Linked DNA regions of Siniperca chuatsi: region 1 is linked to region 2. A link is a contact called in public Hi-C data. All regions are on one chromosome and are shown on one strand. Each heading gives the region's core, a stretch centred on a gene start, on an enhancer-like site or on the middle of the called end of the contact. The rest is flanking DNA. Distances are from core to core; before and after follow the strand shown. Region 1 overlaps zfpm1 (zinc finger protein ZFPM1). Region 2 holds the start of zfpm1 (zinc finger protein ZFPM1).

Region 1 (7,480 bases), core at 3,153-5,652, 49 kb after region 2:
GGGGAGAAAGTGGAGCCGAAACTTTTCCGCACCATTTGATGTCTGAAAGCAGTGATGCAGTGATTGATTCATTAAACCAGAGCTGTAATGAGGAAAGAAATCATAATTCAAACTTACATTTTAAACAGGAAATATAATTGGAATTTTATACAGAGAAGTGCCTTTGTACAATTATGATTAAAGGAAAATTAATTGTATGAAAATGTCCTTATAGATACTGAAAATTAGATCTTGCAAAGCTCAGGCGACGTAGAATTCTAAAAATATTGTGTACAGGATCTAGCTTTTTTTCTTTCTCTATTCTTTCTTAAAACATTTTTTATGAAGGTCCAAATCTAGCTGTGTTCATTTTATCTGAAATTAGAGTGAACCATGCAGGCGTGGAAGTTGAAATTAGCCTAAAGATGTTTCATTTACAAAGACAGAAACACTTTGTCAGCCGGCGATTGTTTCCAAGCATTATCTCTGCCTCTTTTAATTGCTTTGGAAGTGAAATTAACAGAATTAGAAAAATTGCCTCTCCCTTTTTCTACAAGCTTCTTCATTCATGGGTATTGTTGTGTGCTTTGTATAGATTATAGACTCCTTTTGTTCCAGTATTGTAAATATATACGCCCCCAGTCACGGCTTTAGCTCCGAAACAATCCCTCTGTTCGTTCGACACAACCTAATGAAAATTAATTTACAACCTGTCTGGATTGGGGGAGAAAAGCGGAAAATGAAAAAAAAAAAAAAAAAATCCTGGTTTTCTCTCGGTATTAATTTTACTCTGATTTAGTTATTCTAAAACAATGTGCCCACCCTCCTTGACTTGACACTACATCATCATTATGTATGTGAGTTGTTTTCTCCCTTGGCTGTCTGCAGCATATTAACCATTTCTGCTTCACTCTAGCACTCCCTAATCCTCTTAAATGAAATCGTTACCCTGAATTAATAATTATATCATGGTATCGTCTCGGGAACTGAGAATGAGGCATGTCATCTGATGCAGATGAACATAATAGAAACTGCCTTTTATAATCATCAAGCCTTGAAACACTAATAACTATAACTCAGTGTTACAGAAAGACAGCCAATAAATATGACAGTATATTTCAAGGCTTCGAGCTCTTAATGTACCATTAAAGCAGCCTGGTGTATCCATCTTATAGAAGGAGTATTATTAATGAAGCAATTTGACAAAAAAGTCACATTAAATCCATATTAACTGACTCACATTTTTTGGGGTGTAATCTTCAAACAGGCTAAAATAGATCAAAAGTACTGTATAATTACTATGGTCAGCAGGGATTATGAAACTGTAATTGATACAGATCAGCCCTGCACTAATACTCTTTTAGCTACATTTTTAGGTATACTGTAATTTGGCTTTAAGGTCCCCCTTGGCTTCTTGCTATTAATCTTCTGGATTAGACCGTTCAGCGTGTCCAATTCTTGAAACCGTTTTTGAATGAGTCCAGTTAAAAAAAAAATGGATCATTGTGTTTAAGGGTATTTTTCCTCCCTTCTACAGTACATACAATCATAAGTAGCTTGTTTAACAATCTCACTTCCTTTAATTTTTACCTCTCCTGGACCAGTCCGTTTAGACTCAAGGCCCATGGGATGACAATTAAACTCAAATCCTTGCCTTCTGCAGACTTAACGAGTAATATTATTCTGTGATTGTGTCCGCAGACAGAGATTTCTAGAGTTCTGTACTTTATGGAGCTCTATTTTTTTGGTGGTACTCTACTATAATTCTATAAATATTCAAACTGCAATGTGGCTCTGATCTGCTATTGTCTTCTTTAATTAAACTCTTCATCCATCCAGATGGCAATATTTTTATTTTTTTCTTCTTTTTTCAAATTCCGTCAGAATCAGGTCCAGTTTTTCAGATGTTACAGGTATCAAGTCCAAACAGAATACAGTGGATTTGATCGATATAAGTACAGATTCAGTTGTTTTTCCCCCGTCTTCCTCCTGCAGGTTCCCTCGGGGATCTAGACAGCGGTGAGGAAAACACACCGGACAACCTCAGCCTATCAGGAGAGGAAGGAGGAGCCTCGGACCCAGATGATTCAGCAGAGGGTGATAGCTCCAGCCCCCCACCATACACATCACTGTGCAACGAAGGTGAGAAGAGGAAGAAAGCCAGATATAAGAGTCAAAAATCCAACAAAAGATATTAGCACAAGAATCAATTAAAAAAAGAAGGTAAAGAACAAAATGAGCAACAGTTGTGTTTAATACTGATGCCTCTATATGACCTACATAAGCAAACGAGACCATCAGCGAGAAGATTGGCTCTTTCTATATAGTTATTCTTGATGCCAGGTCCGATTTCCTGTAAAATCAGACTAAATGATTTACGGCACATGGAAGAGCCTACGTTCACATTTTCTGACGCAAAGTTCCACAGTGAGTGGTACGTTAGCCAGTTACAAGGAAGCAGGAGGAGATTTAAAGATTCTCTTTAGAGAATTTTATTTTTGACGTTGTATTTTGTCCCTATGGCCGATACTGGGGCAGGATCAGCAAAGAGAAAAAGGGACAGTGATAGAGCACGGGCGAAAACACGAGTCAACCTTGGTCGGTCATTCAACAGATGAAGAGAATTGTGGGATTTGAAAGGATTCAAAACTGATCCTGAACTGGCCCTCTTCCTCCTAGACAAGTATGAAATATGCAGTACTGTAATACAACTGGCTTATAACGTAACATTTTATGTTGGACTTGCTACCGAGCTATATCTTGATGTTAGCTTATTATTATGAAGACATACCATGACTAGGGAATGTTGATAACTTTAGCTTCCTCAACAAAATTACTCTTACCAAGCAACTGAATCTGTTAGTTGTAGGCTTACATGTAACCTAGGGTAGGTGTATGAACGGTACTTTGAACGGTTTACTTTGTTTCTCTGGCATATTAGTATTAAAAATAAGTTGCGTCGTTCTTTCACTCGCTTGCAAAACAAATGCATGCACTAGCCAGATCATAATCTGCACGAGGCGGTGGAAACACTACCGCTTTAGTCCACAGGGGCCGCCAAAATCAACACAGAATGAAAGTTCCTTGTAGCTGCTTTAAAGATTGATAGTACTTCTCATGAAGACTTTGAAACTCTAAAATGGGTCCAGCAAAAAAGATACCTGCTGCTAAAATGTGACTGCTGGCTGGAAAAAAGAACAATCCACTGCTTAAAGTTTTGTAAAATTACACTTATAAAAAAGTCTTTCCAACAATTAGTTCAATTATTGATTAATCTGCCAGTTATTCTCTTGATTAATCATTTGGTCTATAAAATGTCACAAATTGCTTGTTTTGCCCAAAACCCAAATATAATCAGTTTACTGTCATAGACCACTAATCAAACCAGCAATTATTCATAGCCGACAAGCTGTATCCAGTGATTTTTTTTTTTGTGTGTGTGGCATTTTTCCCTCTTGAATGAACTGTGTTAATGTATGTTTGTTCTGCAGCTGAGAGCTCAAATAGTCACTACGTCACAAAGCTTCATGCCCTACGTATTTTGCAAGGACACGCAAATAAATTTGCTGGACCACTGTCTAAATTTGACTGTGCACTTACTGTATACTGGATAGTCCACAGACCTTTACTGTGACCTATTTTCACTGGAAATATTTTCCACCAAGGAAATAGTCCTTAAAAACTGTTGACAGTGTGTCGGTAAACTGACCAAATAACTTGCAGACATCTGTGCTCACACTCTTTTACTATATAATCAGGAAGATATCAAAATGTTTCACCATTATTACACTGTTTGATTATTACACTGTATCACACTGACTATAATGATAGCCATGCACTGACAACATGCAGCAAAAAGAACCCTTTTAAATAATAATTCCAGATGTTTACCGGCAGTTATTAGTGGTTATTACCAGATTTATATCCCCATCAAGACTTGAAGTCTTTCTTTCATCAACTGACGTCCTGTTATCTGTCAGGAGACAGTTAACGTCACCCAGAGACAACTCAAAAATACTGAAGAACCATTATGAGGTTGCAGCTTTCCACATGTATCACTCTTTTATCTCTATTGTGTTAAACGAATAAATAAAATAAAAAATTCTCAGGGTTCAATCTTGGCTCCAGTGAATCTGCCCCCTCATGCACCTCTTATACCGAGCTACCCTTGTACGGGGTGATAGCAGAGTTTCCAGTCATATTCTTTTGACTTATTCAAGATTTCACTAGCGGTGTTTTTTTAATCTCAAAAATTCCTGCTCTTGTGAAATTTTGGGGCTAGAAGTGATAAGCGTCTGTTGGTTGGCTTGGTTTGATAAACCCATGGAAATTCTGTCAGGTGCTAATCGAGACGAGATTAGAGATTAGCTATAGTGTGTGTGTGTGTGTGACTGTGTGTGTGTTTGAGGTGAGAAGTGGGTTATGTGTGTATTAGATTGTATAAGAAGAAGAAGAAGATGAGAGAACTCAAACAGACTGCACATTTGAGCAACTTTGTCGATAGCAAACTGACTTGGCGTCTTTGTTTCTTTATTTGTGTGTGTGTGCTTAGCTTCCCCCTGTCCCCTCCCTCCTCCCACACACCCCTCCCCATCACACTGTTGATTTACTCCTCTCTCTCTCTCTTCTCTGGGGTTCCTCAGTTGCCCAGTGCTGCCATTATCAGTTCTCTGTAAATCAGCCATGTTTGACGAACCTGCTCTTTCAACCTGGGATCAATACCAGGTCTTTATCTGGCCAGCGCTGGCTAATAAAGGCAAGGCCTCTTATCCACCATCTGGGAGAGGGGGGGTGGGAGAGAGAGAGGGAGGGGGGGAGAGAGAGAGAGAGAGAGAGAGAGAGAGAGAGACTGATAACCACTCTGATAACTTTAGCAAGAAAAACACATTCTACCAGTAACTGGACCAAGCACTCTGTTCTATCCATCACAGCCACCTCCTCCACCTGACAGAGTGAGTTAGTATATTAATGCTGATACAATGGATCGACACACACATGCACATACACACAACTTTATTGAGGAAGACTTGAGCATCTGTTCAGTACGTCTCTCTCTGTTGTGGTGTTTTTTTTCCCTCTCTCTTCTCAGAATTGCTCTACAGTTGCAGCGACCCGCAGAAACAAGTGAAGGCTCTTTTATCATAACAAGGCAATCATACTTATACATCACAGGAAACCTGATAAAATCCATTTCTGGGCTGATTAGTCAGTATGTTACCTCCTTTTGACCTCTAATTGCCGTGCCCTCGTTTGGACCAATCAGGATGATTTTTGTAAACCTCCAGTTTTTTTTCTTTTTCATCAGAATCTGATCAGTGGTGACAGAGAAACTCTGTGTGATGCATAAATGGACAAATTACAAAGGTTATAAACTTTTCTGGTATCATCATGATGGACAGTTATGGACTATACGTATGCAGTACTGCTGTTGTGATTAGTTGATTAATTGATTAGTCAATCGTCAGACAATCTTGATGATTGAGCAGGTGTTTGAATAATTTATCAAGAACAAATAAATATTTGCTCATTTCAGCTTCTCCAATGAAAATTTGCAGCTTTTCTCTGTTTTATGTCACTGTAAATTGAACAGGTTTGTGTTTGGACAAAATGAGCAATTCAAGGAGGTCACCTTTGGCTCTGGGAAATTGTGAAAGGCATTTTTTAGTATTTTTGGGGCGCTTTTTTATCCCTTTATTACAGACAGTAGAGAGATAAGAAGAAATGAGGGAGAGAGAGCAGCAATCGTCCCTGGTGGGACTCGAACCAGGGACGTTGCAGTTCATGGTCAGTACCTTAACACCTTAGCCACATTGGCACCTTTTGTGATGGGTGATATTTTTAACAATTTTTTTGACATTTTATACACTAAACGATTAATCACATTCACCTTGGGCTCTAGGCGTTTTTCACTATTGTCTGACTTTTTTTATAGGGGAAACCATTAATCGATCCATGAAAAAAAATCAAATCTTTTTATTAATATGTGTAAATAACTTGTGCTTTACTCATGCTTTATGTGTGACTCGAAGTGCAGCCTGTTTTACGCTCCGACCTACTTATTTCTCTTCTGACTTACTGTATGTGCGTCACCTCAATGACTGTGTATTGGGTGTGAGATTTGCCAAAATGCTTGTCAGTGTGTAGCAGTTCTGTGGCTGAATGGATGCAGTGTAGACACTGACAGATGACTGCAGCTGCTGCTAACGTTCTGCTTTCTCTAGCTGGTGTGAACAAGGTGCAAGACTTGGCTCCATACCTTGGTTTTGTCCAGTTCCCTTTCAGCTTCATATTGACCAATGTGGAGACTGTAGCACATATGTTGAACCTCAAATATGAGGGAACAGATATGTAAAGAAAAGATGCAAAAGACAAAAGGCAGCTTTAAAATCAGAAAAAGAGAGACAGAAATGTATAGAGGGCTGTAGAAGTTAGAAGGCGAGATTGTTGGGTGACTTTGCCCTGCAGGTGTGACAGGGGAAGTTCAGCTTATCAGATTGATGGAGACTGTCTCACTATGGGGTGGGGTGGGGGTGGGGGGTGGGAGAGAGGGAGGAGGGGGTTTGGCAGAAAAGTGTCTGTCGACTCCTCCTGATACCTGCCTCCCTGTCTGAGATGATATGGGAGATAATATTGATAATATTAAACGCAATAACTGTGTCTCTAGCTCCCCTCCCTCGCTTCAGCCCCTGCAGGATAAAATCAATGTGCCATTCAATGTGATTTATAGCTGAAAATAATGGCACTGTTTAGGCAGGGGGGAGGTGTGTGTGTGCATGTGCGTTTAGGCCTGGTTGCTTTAGTGTGTGTACAGTATATTGCTGTGTATGAGTGTTTGCGTGTGGATGAAGTCGAAAGGTGGACGTGACATGAAAATGGATGGTGTGTGTATGAGTGCATCTGCTTCTCTTTGTGTGTGTGTGTGTGTGCGTGTTGATTTATTTGACGATGCAGATCCAATCTCTCAACTGTTACATTAATAACGGCAGAGTGTGAGGGTGTCACGTGGTAGTGGGGCATTTATGGCTGGTATTGATTGGGCGCTATCGCTGTTTATCGGAGCGGGAATGCAAGGGTAAACATGGGCTTTGTGCAGACAGCTGAGGTGTTATCAGGGTGGAGGCTGAAGACGGGGTGGGATTTGGGAAAGGGGAGGGAGAGCAGCACAAAACAGGAGCTTGGAAGGAGGAAGTGAAGAAAAGGGCAAAAGTTAGGATGAGGAGGACAGGGATCCGGACAAAGGACAGAAGAAATGAGGAGAGAAAGTGGATTAACAGCTTTTTAAATATACAGGGTTAGAAGGATAATGTCTTTTAACCAAACCTGGAATTTTCTGCAACTGTGGGTTTTCACAGCATATATATTATATGTTTTCTTCAACAACATTTCTCATGTGTTTTCTTTACACATCATCACTAAAAAAACATTTTAACTACACACTCAACAATAGAAATAGTAAGTTAATGCTATCACAAAGTCAGCTACCTTTTACATTCTAGTCATA
Region 2 (7,231 bases), core at 3,873-6,372:
TCAAGTTAATTGGGGTTATCCACTGCTTAGGTAAATTACAAGAAAATTATCATTTGGACAAACCTCAAAGCTTTTGAGAGTTTCATGAGTGCCAAAAACTTTATCATTTCCTTAAACTCCCAATAGAAGACAATGCTATCCTTCTTAATTTGAGGTAGAAAATGGAAAAGTTTATGACAACATACATACAAACAAAAAAATTGGAAATACAAGATTTTTCACAAAACAAAACTTAGAAGCTGTTCTGACATATTAAACATTTTTCCTAATTGAATAATTTTGTTTGTTATATTTATTATTTTATTTTTTAACATAACAAAAGGGTGATTGTCAGAACAGCTATATCATAAAGGAATAAAACAAAACAACTTCAATTAATATTAAATTTGACAATGAATATTGAATGAATAATTTCTTAGTGCCTGTTAGATACCGAATACATAATTAACTTCCATGAGAATATGTATTATTGATTTTGTAGTTACTGAATAATCAAAACGTTGAAATATGAAGTACAATATGGATTTCATTTTATTTTATTTTGACAGATAAAAAAAAAAACGCCTGCTTTAACATGGAATAAGTGTGAACCAATAGGAGATGAGTGCGGCGCCCTACGTCATACGTAAGGGGCGTTCCAGAGGCGCGTCTTCTCCTCAGTAGTAAGCAGAGTTGACTACACCGCTGGAGCTCCATTGAAAGTGGCTCCCCTGTTCAGAGAGCGCGCAAGCAGACAAGGGGGCGGACCGGCGAGAGGAAACTTGACAGAAAACAATAGCAGTCATTCCGCTGACCTCCATATAGCTGTTATCATTTATCAGCGTTAATATTTCTGAAGACAGGCAATTGTGCTCGCTGACAGACGCGCGAGCGGTTGCGACGGAGGCGGGCCCAGCGAAGGAATAACGTTAGCAGGAAAACGGATAGAAAGGTGAGGTGAAGGCACGTTTGGGAAGAGGGAGAAGGAGGGCAGTGACAAGTAAGCGGACTCAGCCACAGGTAGCCCTCCGTTAGCTGTCGTGGCAGAAGATATCAAAGTGCAGGCGGGTCTCCGGTCGCTGATCGGAGCGCCGCGTCGCAGCAATAAACTGTGTGGAGAGAGAGAGAAGAAGCAGAAAACAGAAGAACCAGACCGCTTCTTTGACGCTCTGCCAGTCCGTCCAAGCGGGCTCCCAGTCAGAGGGAAGAGCAACCATGTCCCGGAGGAAGCAGAGCAAACCCCGGCAGATAAAGCGTAAGGATGAAACAAGTTCATTACTTAATGTTGTTTATTTGCCGGAGTGCTGTGAGTAGTAGCAGAGTGTGTGGTGAGCCACGCGCACTCTGGGAAGAAGCCGCATGTTTTGTGCGGCGCTTCTGCTGAGCTGCGCGTTCACCAGCTATAAAGTTAATAAGCAGTATGAAACCCAACTGTAACGCCTGTCAGTAGTTTTATGACACCGCACAGCTTACAGCTTCAGCATTTTCTCAGAATAACCGAGTGATGTAGCTTACACTTAGTCTTAGACCGTTTTTCAAAATTATTAAAGCGCCACTTTGCGAGCCTCGCTATCTAGAGTGTGCAAGAATATAAAAAAGTTTTTCATTTATTACCCTGTAAAGAATGCTTTGTCCATTGGCAGCTAAAACTGTAGCCGTGGCTTCCTGTTTAATACTGTTGTGGAAACGTCAGTGTTCTCTGAAAAAGCCGATGTGAACAGAGATAAGGCAGCGATCCGATGTGAGCCCAGATAAAGATTAAAATTGGATCTTTTTTATTTGTTTTCTGTCTGAGGCAGCGTCGAGGCCGCCGTTGCATTTTCCCCCTGGCTTTTCACTTCTCTTTTCCAGAGATGGGGCGTCAGATAGGCCGCCTGGCTGATCTCTCCGGCTGATAGCAGCTTACAATTGGATCTTTTTTTTTCATCTATCCTTTTAACTCAATAATGCATCTTAGGGCTGTTTGAAAGGCCTTTTCTTGATCTGGCGCTTGGCTGGTCTCCTTGCTTGACGACTTCTTCCTGTTTATAAAACGTCTGAAGGTTTATCGCTCGTGACTGATGTTCAAAGTTGATATAAAAGCATATTAATGATGTTGTCATTAACCCCGCCTTGTGCTTTGTGAGGCCAAAGGATAGGCCTGTTGCACTCTGAGCTGATGAAGTGTCTCAGTCTAAATTTAATGTCTTTATACTGGAGATTAAAGATTAAGGGAAAAGTGTGCATGTATCTATTTGGAAGCCACAGCTGGAATGGAAACCATGACTTCAGCAGGGCAGTTTGTTTGGTAAGTTATCACATTGAGCAAATAATAATATCTTGGTATCAGTGATTGTGTCACTGTGTTCCCTGAAACCTGGTGCCGAAAAGCAATATTTGTAAGTTTAGGCTGTATGGTATCACATCCTTTTTATATAATATTAATGAGTTGGCATTTCTGACCAAAATACCCTGATTAAGTACCCTGGCTCTGGTGACAGCACGTGTATTCTTTGCATCTAATGGCAGTGATCACCTTTTGTTTTTTGTTTTTTTCGTGGTCTAATGCAAACCTCACTTGTGAGCATTGTTTGTGTTTTTAAGAGCAAGAGGTCAAAGGGAGCAAGGAGCATTACATCATGTCACCAAGTTGCTCAGAAGTTGCTGTGCAACCTGCAAACTATGGCTGAACAATGTATTTTTATAATTACATTTTTTTTAATATGAAAATCACAATTTCAAAAATTGATCTTAATCCTAACTATTTATTTAACATTATTAGCGATGTCTCAATAAGTTATAGGAGGTGAAAGGTTTTAGTCAGTTGATTTTGCTGTCCTTGGCAAATTTACTCCGCTGTAGCTAATTAAAGTTAATTCCATGAGTTGGTCAAACTACAGAATGAAACTCTTGTTTTCTGGTTTATAGCCTCTCTGCATGCTGGTTTTTGTACTATTATTGCTCTGCCAAAGATAGTTTCATCGAAGAAGATACACCACTCTGTGATGAAAATGGAGGGTTGGCTGTGTCTTTCTGCTGCTCAAAAACTCCAACAGAGTGATGGGTCTTGCTCTACATAAATGATCTAGGTGATTGCCTCACTTCAATGTCAGGCAGATAGCTAGCAAGTAGCTCAGTAGTTGTTGAGTGTAAATGACAGCTTTCACGCTCATGATATCGTTGTTTAAGCTTGTCATCCTAAAAGCTCTGAATCAGCACCTCCAGGATCCAGAGCTGTGAAGCGGTCTGCCCTGTCAGTCTATGAAGCTAACATTAACGTTAGGTTAAGCAGCTAAAGTCAACAGCATCATTATGGGTTGTCAGGCCAGTATCAAACATTGTCAGACGTGACTTTTAAATTTTAATAGTAATTATGTATATAAATACACTTTATTATTGCCATAAGTGGCATACCATTTAGTTGTTACTAATATATATAATGCCACTTTTGATCGTCATTATCATCGGACAGTATTGAGTAGCTAATGTTAAGTATACCACCAATATAATATATTAATGACTGCAGGCTAAATTGGTACATTTTTCTATAGAAAAACTAACCAAGTTTACTCAGAAGTTGACTTTTCTCTGACTGACTGTTTAAAGAAAAAGAACCCTTTTAGGATCTCAGCAACAAGGATCATTTTATTTGTGATTATGCTTGGTACAAACGTATCTTGTTTTAAAACTATCTAGACCACGACTACACACCTGGAGTTTAAATTGTAGAAAATATTTTGAGTTTAAATCACAATCAGATATTTTCCTCAAATCGTTCAGCCCTCTGCAAACTGTTTAGTCAGTAGCATTAGCTAGCTAACCTGGACTAACAAATGTAATGCTATTGTTTGCTCTTTGCACATGACAATGAGGTGTTTATTCTTAACTAGAGGATGTAATTAAAGGTCCAGTGTGTAACATTTAGGAGGAGCTATTGGCAGAAACGGAATATAATATTTAAGTATGTTTTCATTAGTGTATAATCACCTGAAAATAAGAATTGTGTTTTCATTACCTTAGAATAAGCCGTTTTTATCTACAGAGTGGGAGCGGGTTCCCTTTCACAGAGGTCGCCATGTTGCACCGCCATGTTTCTACAGTAGCCCAGAACGGACAAACCAAACACGTTTTTTGTGTTTTTCGTGGCCACCGTAGTTTCTCCTACACACTTGGAAGGGGAGGGTGAGGCGAGCGGTATTCAAATGGTTGCAATCTGCAATTTCAACACCACTAAATCCTACACACTGGACCTTTAAAGTTATTGCTAGCTGCTCGCTTTCTTCCATAGTTTGCGCCAATAGCACGGGACTCATTGATGCCATCAATTGTGTTCAAGCATATCTGCTGGGTTACCATTAAGGATTTCTATTGATGAGGTTCTCTGGTGTGAAAGCTTTTTTGGGACAGAATGCATGAGTGGTTACTTGCAAAGAACATAATACCGGTTTTTGAATATCATATTGTTAAGTTTAGTGTTATAATGCATAACAAAGATGTTGAATTTTTGTGTAATAATATTTTGATTATAGGTACATTTATATCCATTAATGTAGATTTTTTTTAAAGTTACTCCAACTTTTGTTGCATTTAAAAATTATTTGAAAATTTTCTTTAAATCCATAAAAAAACTGGAAAAGAGGAATGCATTAAGATTATCTGAATTACTTATGTTATACATAGATTAAACCCCCTTAAATGAAAGTTAAGTTAATGTTTAATTGAATTTTAAGTTTTATTTAATTTTATTTTGTCCTTGTTAATTTTCTGCTTGGAATTATTGTTAAGTGTGTTTAACAATGATAATGCTTGTTTTGTTACTTGAAGATGTCTAATAAAGGTAAAAAAAAAGCTTTATAATACAGGAACAGCGTTCTAATCAAAAAATAATAAAAAATATGATACCAAAAACTCTGGTGTGCCACTGCAAGTAGTCTATATAGTCTGTCACTTCCTGTTTTTTCATACGTTTCCATAGTGCCTATCAGCTGTGAACTCCCAGTAGGCACTTACAGTAAAGCCAGCAGCGAGGCCTGGAGATGTATTCCAGACCCTGAGGCTGATAAACCTAGGCTAGACTTGGCGTGTATGAGAGAGAGAGAGTGTGTGTATGTGTGTGTCTCAGTGGTGTCATGGCCGTCTTTATCAGTGCTTCTGGTCCACTATGCTTCCCTGTGCACCAGGCCCCGGCTGCGGTCGAGGCCAGCCAGGCTCTCAGCCCCATGACTCTCTTGTGATTTGGCAGACATTTTGATAGGAAAGAGCGAGGAGTGATAAGGACTTTGTTCGGCTGGGGTGTGTGGGGGTTCAGCGGAGGTGGGGGCTGCTGGTGCTATCTCTACCACTACTACTATTACTACTAATGCAGTGTGTCCACCATGTTGTTTTGAGCATGCTGCTCGCTGTTACTGATACGACAAATTCCAGCCAGGTCACAGTGTTGTTTCATTATCACAGTAAAACACTTCTAACTTCCTTTCTTAAAATGATTCACACCACACATTGATGTGGTTTGATAGTGTACAATTAGTTGTTTAGTTATTGTAATTAGTTTTTTTTTTCTTGATCCGCTTTTCTTGGCTGTGTGTTTGGAGCTGTAATTAAGTCTATTTTTGGTTTTCATTTTTGTTTGCATACTTAGCTTATGCAAACAGAAATTTTGGGCGTGAGCCCATAACGTTGGAAACGGACTAGGCTTGCGTCATCGTGTGCACAGATGCATCGACCCATCGAGCGCTGTACCCATTGGCGATTGACAATTCTGTTGGGGGGGGTCGCGTGCTATTTTAAGATTATTATCATTGATCTGTTTTGCGTTTACACCGCAGACAGTACTACCTACTAAAATGTAGGCGGGGTTGTTACCGGGGCTTCGGGGCTAACCCCTTTCACTTTTCCAGCAGTTGGAAGACTTTTCTTGATCTTGAGAAGCTGCAGCGTTTATTAATTGACACACTGTAACCAACACTGTACATTTACAACCAGATTGACAATTTACTGCTAACCTTTTCCTCTGCTCTGCTCCATTCATCCACTTTTCTGCCGCTCGCTCTCTCAATCGCTCCTCGCTCTCTCTCACTTGTACTCAACCACGCATTCCCTATGCACATATGTGGTTGTTTATTAGCCTACAACAAGGAGACAAGCTTTTACTGCACTTCTGAGCTCTGTCTTAGCATGATCTGTTCTGCCCAACCCCAGTAAAATGTGCAATCAGACTATAAATGCATGGGAGGCTACAGACAGAAGGAATTAAAATAAAACAGTGCAGTGCATAAGTGCAAACCGCGTTGTGTACCCTGGTGCGTGATAATCTGTTGTGACCCCATTGACCTACCAGTAAACTAGGCAATTGCTATTCTCTTCATTTATGCAAAATGGAGGATGCTAGTGAGCTGTGCTGAATGGATGACCAAGACAACAAACACCCGAGAAGTAATGTGAGGAAGTATTTTTGATTTGACCCCATAGATCATCAAAATCATGGGGAAAGGTAACACAACTGTGTTGTGAGTAAAGCTTCAATTATGCTTCCGCAGAGATACACGTAAACATCTTTGCAAACCTACACAGGGAAGGGTGTAATGGGCAACTGCATTGTGCAAACCTGCTCGTCAAGCAAGCTGACGGGTTGAAGAAAAACAATGCAATTGTAATCTTGTTGACTTATTCTTTTATCAGAAAGTTCCTGATTTCAAAAACAGTTTGCCAATTTTAGACTATTTTAGGAAGTACAGTTTTGATATCAGTCCAATCTCAGGTATCTTATCTGCACTTTCACCAAAAAAATGTATCCATTATACCCAGGTGATGTAGTTTGTTAGTATGCAGCTCTAGAGGAGTGATGCTCTTCCCGCTGATTCTCTGACCTGAAATAACTTTTATAAATACCACCAGAAAAGCAACAACTGACAATAACCCCCCCCACAACAGAGCAATACATTAAGACAACATAGCATGGATATCTTTTTCAATTTTTTCCCCCAACAACAATGGATTAAGTTCAGGGCTTTCTGGAGGCCCATAGTTGAGGAGGAGAAGTGGGTGTTTGTGCAGAAGATAGATATTTGTCTGTGTCTCTTTGTGCGTCATCCTCGCCAACGGTTGGTGATCTTTCAGCCTGATAAGGCTTCTCTCCTTGATGGAGAGATAGGAGGCAGGCAGGCAGCCCACTGAGGCTGGATCCCTGGGCTTATATTTTGGTGGTTGAGATGGGAGACATGATAAAACTTGGCGGCGATTGCTGCTGCTGATATCGCAGAAAGCAAAAGAGAGA

What was found. A called contact is a pair of places that touch in the nucleus more often than the background predicts.
Region 1: a contact with region 2 is called in a Hi-C map of liver, with 4 times the contacts expected there. The contact joins two enhancer-like sites. A contact is called at or near these places in 2 of 3 Hi-C or Micro-C datasets (liver and skeletal muscle).

The regions. Positions count from the first base shown.
Region 1 is chrLG4:26,805,274-26,812,753 of ASM2008510v1, forward strand. zfpm1 (zinc finger protein ZFPM1) reads left to right here. Exons shown (of 4, transcript XM_044192345.1): 2 at 1,975-2,121. Among protein-coding and RNA genes, the nearest start is that of zc3h18, 26 kb to the right of the region's middle. Within about 2 kb of position 4,403, the one cell type or tissue checked has an H3K27ac peak away from gene starts, as active enhancers do. A contact at or near this core is called in liver, where this site is marked.
Region 2 is chrLG4:26,756,044-26,763,274 of ASM2008510v1, forward strand. zfpm1 (zinc finger protein ZFPM1) reads left to right here and starts at 628. Exons shown (of 4, transcript XM_044192345.1): 1 at 628-1,234. The coding sequence starts at 1,195. Within about 2 kb of position 5,123, the one cell type or tissue checked has an H3K27ac peak away from gene starts, as active enhancers do. A contact at or near this core is called in liver, where this site is marked.